2 separate regions of the Macaca mulatta genome follow, and region 2 is linked to region 1. A link is a contact called in public Hi-C data. All regions are on one chromosome and are shown on one strand. The core of a region is the stretch at or near the end of the contact, and the rest is flanking DNA. Distances in the headings are between cores, read along the strand shown. Region 1 holds the start of CDK19 (cyclin dependent kinase 19). Region 2 holds the start of RPF2 (ribosome production factor 2 homolog).

The links. Hi-C and Micro-C count contacts between places; a contact is called where the count stands out from the background.
Region 2: a Hi-C map of fetal cortex germinal zone shows a contact between it and region 1, with 2.9 times the contacts expected there. The contact joins the promoter of RPF2 here to the promoter of CDK19 in region 1. A contact is called at or near these places in 2 of 14 Hi-C or Micro-C datasets (fetal cortex germinal zone and liver).

What each region holds. Positions count from the first base shown.
Region 1 is chr4:15,876,606-15,879,305 of T2T-MMU8v2.0, forward strand. CDK19 (cyclin dependent kinase 19) reads right to left here and starts at 1,350. Exons shown (of 13, transcript XM_077999285.1): 1 at 900-1,350. The coding sequence starts at 1,027.
Region 2 is chr4:16,062,839-16,065,538 of T2T-MMU8v2.0, forward strand. RPF2 (ribosome production factor 2 homolog) reads left to right here and starts at 1,339. Exons shown (of 10, transcript NM_001258154.1): 1 at 1,339-1,380. The coding sequence starts at 1,358. LOC144340263 (a long non-coding RNA gene) reads right to left here and starts at 1,254. Exons shown (of 4, transcript XR_013416162.1): 1 at 1,137-1,254.

The sequences.
Region 1 (2,700 bases), core at 100-2,599:
TTCTCCCCCAACTCCTAGGAAAACAAAGGTTCAGGCCCAGCTTTGTCACTCTGTATTCCCTTCCTGATAATCTAGGTACTCGATAAGCCCCAGCCCACAGTCATCGGGCAGAGGATGGAGTGGAGGACATAATACCCAAGATAGCCAAGGGGCTGCGAGGTAAAGGGTGGTTAGCAGAGAACTGAGCCAACTCTTAAGTTACTGCTTGCGAAACGCAGCTGGCCCATCAGGTCTCCTTCGAAGGGGGAAGGTACGCAATTCAGAATGTGAGAATGAAAAATCCGGGACGCCGGGCATACGACAGGGATGGGAGTACCGCATAGAGGGGCCAACGGGCCGGCCAGCCCCAGGGGGCGGAGATCGCGGCCGGGGGCGGCGGTGCCCAGCGGGTCAGAGCCGCCGGGCTGGCGAGGACCCCAGGCCGTGTTCGTCCGACGGGCTCCCCGGCGAGGTTTCAAACCGCCGCCCCCGCGAGGCGCTCAGCCGATTGGAAGTTCCACAACGACCGTCACTACACAGGGCCGGAGCGGCAATTCCGCGGCGGAGCTCTGCCTGCCCGCTGCGTTCCCCCAAGAGACCAGACCCCAAAACTCCTCCTCCACCGCGGTCCCAACTCGAGTCCCGCCGCCGTCTCCGAGCACTCGGAGGGCGTCCCTCTGGGACGGGACCGACGCCTCGGACCGAGCTGCTCCGCGGGAGTTCGAGGGGCGCGACGGCGACCGCGCGGGGGAGGCGGGCGGAATGGGCGCCCCTCGGAGTCGGTGTCGGGACGCGACCCCGCGATCCCCTCCGCCTCGCCCATCGGGCACGGCCCGACTGGGATCCGACCCACCCATCCCGCCAGGTCGCGGGCAGGGCGAGGACCCGAGAGAGCCTACTCCTCCCGCCCCTGCTCTTACCCATCTTTCCGCCTCGCCTTGTAGACGTGCCCGTAGGTGCCGCGTCCCACTTTGCACCCTTCGTACTCAAACAAATCCTCCACCCGCTCCCGCTCCGCCGCCAGCTTCGCCTTGAAATCATAATCCATTGTCTGCTTCCCCCATAGAGGCACGGGACGCGGGGGCCGCCGCCGCTCAGTCCCTCCTCCTCCTCCCCCCGCGACCGCCGCTCCACTTCTCCAACAGACGCCTCTCGGGCGCGCGCGCGCGCCGCCCGCCGCTCCGCGGTCCGCCTTCAGCAAGGGACTCCTCGGCGGCCGCAGCAGCCACCTCCTCCACCTCTTCCTCCTCCTCCGCGACGGCGGCGGCGGCTCCCACAGGCACCCCCAGTCCCGCCTCCCCTCTTCATTTCCTTGTTTTGGAACCTGGTGGGCCGCGCCGTGGCTTCTTCGAGCTCATTAACGAACTCACCGGCCCGCCCCATGGTCGCGGGGCCTCCTGGGAAATGTAGTCCCGAAGGCCTCAGCGGCCAGGGCGGTTTCGCCGGCCTAAGAAATACAGCTCCCAGGTTACCTCGGGCCGCCACAGCCTCGCCCCCGACAAAGCATGCGCGCCTGCGTACCAGGGCCGCCCCTCCCCCTCAGGTAGCGCGGGGCTCCCGGTTGCTGTGAAGGTGGAAAGCTAGAAGTTCCAGTGTGCTTTCTGCAGTTCTCGGGGAGGCACTGGAAAGAAGTGCCTTACTTTAGTGGGAAGGGGATACTCCACTGTAACTAGCCTCACGCACAAAGCATAGAAAGCATTAAATCAGCACCTTGCTGAGGGCTTGGCTGCAGTAGCTTCGGAAGAGAGGGCTAGTGAGGACAGTTGTACCGCAGCTTGTTTGTTTTCTAGGGCAATGGGTCCGCCTATTGCCCCGCCCCCCGTCCCGCTGTTCATTGGCGGGGGCTTGAGAATGACGTCCTCGTTGGTGCGTGGGTATCCCCAGGCTTTGGCTTCTTTCCCGCTCTTGATTGGCGATTGGATGTGCTCGGTTCTTCCTGATAGGTTGATCTTTTTTCTTTACGATGCAAAAACCGTATTTCAAAAACTGAACCTTCAGCAGTTTCCTAGTGCCTGCTTTGGCCAGAGAAGAACATGCAACTTCTGAGCTCCGGCAGCCAATCATCATTTTCTTGGCGCTCTAGTCAGTTTTCTCTTAGCATATGCGGTTCGCATAACTAGGTTTGGCCATCTGTCTAAGAACAATTAAAAGTGCCTGGAGGAAGCCGCGTTTTAAAACTATCCTTTGGGTTGAATTTTAAAGGATTTTTTACGGTCTATGCATGGTGGAGAGGTTCTCCTAGAATATTTAAGAAAGCCCCTTTAGTTAGGGTGAACGTTGATTGATTTCATTGTGTTGGGGCTCAGGACACACTACCACAAATTATAACTGAAGGAGTCCAGAATATGCCACCCCAAAATATGCCACTCTGGCATATTGATGTCTTTCAGCAAAAATAAGATCCAGCCAACACAGGAAAATGCTTCACTTATCCCACTACTGCCTAAAATAAAGGATAAAACTGTCCCTTTGTAAAGAGAAATGTACATTTCTAAAGGAAATTTTCATAATTAAAGGAATCTGTACCAGAAAGAGAGCTGCTCCTAGTCAACTAGTATGATGAGATACTTTTATCTGCATAAACGTCAACCTTTATTCATCTTACGTTTTCTCCTCTTATCCTCCCTTAACTTGTCTCCACCACCCCCTGGAAGCCCCAAGCCCCACTTTTATTTTAAAGAGACTGGCCTTGCTGTGTTGCCCAGGCTGGCGTCCAACTCC
Region 2 (2,700 bases), core at 89-2,588, 190 kb after region 1:
CAGCTACTTGGGAGACTGAGGCAGGAGAACTGCTTGAACCTGGGAGGTGGTGGGTGCAGTGAGCCAAGATCGCACCACTGCACTTCAGCCTGGGCGACAGAGCAAGACTACGTCGGAAAAAAAAAAAAAGTACCTAGGTTGACGAACAGATAAAGAAAATGTGGTATATCCATACAAAGCAATATTATTCAGTGCTAACAAAATGGAAGTACTGATCCATGCTACAACATGTATGAACCTCAAAAACAGATAGTGAAAGAAGTCAGACACAAAAGGCCATACGTTGCACGAATTCATTTATGTATATTCAGAATACGCAAATCCACCGAACATAAAGTAGATTATTGGTTGCCAAGGGCTGGCAGGAGGGGGAAGTGGGGCTTGGACCGCTACTGGGTTTGTGTGTCGAGGGGGTTCTTTTTGAGGTGATTAAATATTCTGGAATTAGTGGTGATGTTTGCACACCTTTGTGAATACACGAAAAACCAATGAATTGTACACTTTAAAGGGGTAAATTTTATGGTATGTGAATTATGTGGTAACTTAAAAACTGGGGAAAAAATCACGATCAGCAGTACCTTTTCTGCGCATATTTTATGTACTGGGCAACTGTGATAGACAAACTCTGTCACGCTGATCGCACAGTTGTCAATAGTGCCCATTTCACATTAATGTTTTTAGTGATTATGTGAGTACCTACCGTGCAATCAACCTTTCTAGCATCCTGGGATTCCCTGAAGAATAAAATCTGGCTTCTGAATACCTGACTCCAAGTATACAACTAGCGTGTACATCATACTGTGAGAGTCTATGTTACTTTTTTTTTTTTTGAGAAGGAGTCTCGCTCTGTCGCCCAGGCCGGATTTTGCAGTGGCGCGATATCGGCTCACTGCAACCTCCCCCTCCCGGGTTCAAGCAATTCTCCCTGCCTCAGCCTCCCGAGTAGCTGGGGTTACAGGCGCCCGCCACCACGACCGGCTAATTTTTGTATTTTTAGTAGAGACGGGGTTTCGCCATGTTGGCCAGGCTGGTCTCGAACTCCTGGTATCAGGTGATCCGCCCGTCTAGGCCTCCCAAAATCCTGGAATTACAGGCGTGAGCCACCACACCCGGCCAATGTTACTTAAAAGTATTACCTCGCACCTGTAATTCCGGGAAAGAGCCAGGGCAAAAATCCGTAACCAAGGGAACAGGGCGCGATTCCAATCAAAATGGCCGCCAACACCTCCAGGCACCGTCGGCGAGGGCGTCCCCGGAAGTGGCGTTGCGCTCAGCTTCCGGTTCTGCCTGTTCCGGCGCACGTAATCGCCGGGTGCACGTGCATCCACTTAGTTAAGAGTTGCAGGGAGCAGTAGCGATGGACACTCTGGATCGAGTTGTGTAAGTTCGCTGGTTCTCCGCCCCGGGGAACGTTGGGGTGAAAGGGTCCCGTGATGAGGGTGGTATTGTCTCGGCCTCTCACTCTTCCTGGTTACCCCTCTTCTTGCCTGGGTGGGAGCCGATCGATCACCAGCCGGGGTTTTCCTCAGCGCGAGCTACTTGCCAGGAGACAGTGGGGAAGCTCTCAGGTGGGAATCGCGGGATGGGATGTGGGATTGAAGCGTTGGCCGCTTTTATCCTAGTCAGTTGAAAAACATCTGACTTCCGAAGTATGAGACAGGTTAGTTAGAGTGGGGTTATGGGCACAGCCCTCGGAATCCGACAGATCTGGGTGACAGTCTGGCGTGTTCACTTAAAGCTTTGTGACTTTGGGTCATTAAATGTCTCTAAATCTCAGTTTACTCTGTAAAATAGCACTCATCATAGTCATATTTCTTAGAGCTGTGAGGGTTAGTTTTGCGAATGTATGTAGAGCCTTTGCTGCAGCACGTAGAAATGTTCATTAGTTTTGGTTTTTTTTCTTTCCGACTTTGTACACTCCTCTGAGTTATCCTTGAATAATACCTGTTTTAAATTTGTTCAAGAATATTTATTGTGCTAAACAGCCCTGCTGTTATTTGCTGTGGTTTTCTTGCTATTTACGTAGGTTAGTATGTATCCAAAACGACAGTTTTAGTCATTCAGAGATTTTTTTGCACACCTGCTATGCCTCTAGCTGTTTGGACTACAAAGAAGAGTCGTTTACTAGGTATTGGGACTAGTTTACACATTAATTGGGAGCCAGGCAGCTAATAAAACATGTTAATCGCTATTTGCATTTGTTGCTGTTTAATGAGTTACAGAAGATAGAATAATTTGTATCTTTATCAACCAGTAAATGATTAGAAGCTTTATATGTGACATTATCTCTGGAGGAGGATTTTTAAAATCTACATGGGAAACTAAAGTGCATGTATAGTCTCTTTCTTCCCAAAGTGTCCATGGGACTGGACGAGGGAGGGTCATAATTGTTTGGGAGGAGAATTCTTTCAGTAGATGACAGAGAACTGTCTGAAAAATCAGGGTGCTCATTGTAGAGGAAGCAGAGGTGAAGCCCCTTTTTTGAACAGAAATGTATAAAAATACGCCATTCCTACTGTCACATCATAAAGTCAGAATAATGAATTTATTTTCCCTTAATAGTTTACAGGGTAATTGGTCTACATGAATTTTTAAATCTGGCTTAAAAAACATTTTTTTTTTGAGACAGGGTATGGCTCTGACACCCAGGCTGGAGTGCAGTAGCCCGATCACAGCTCACTGCAGCCTCGACCTCCCCGG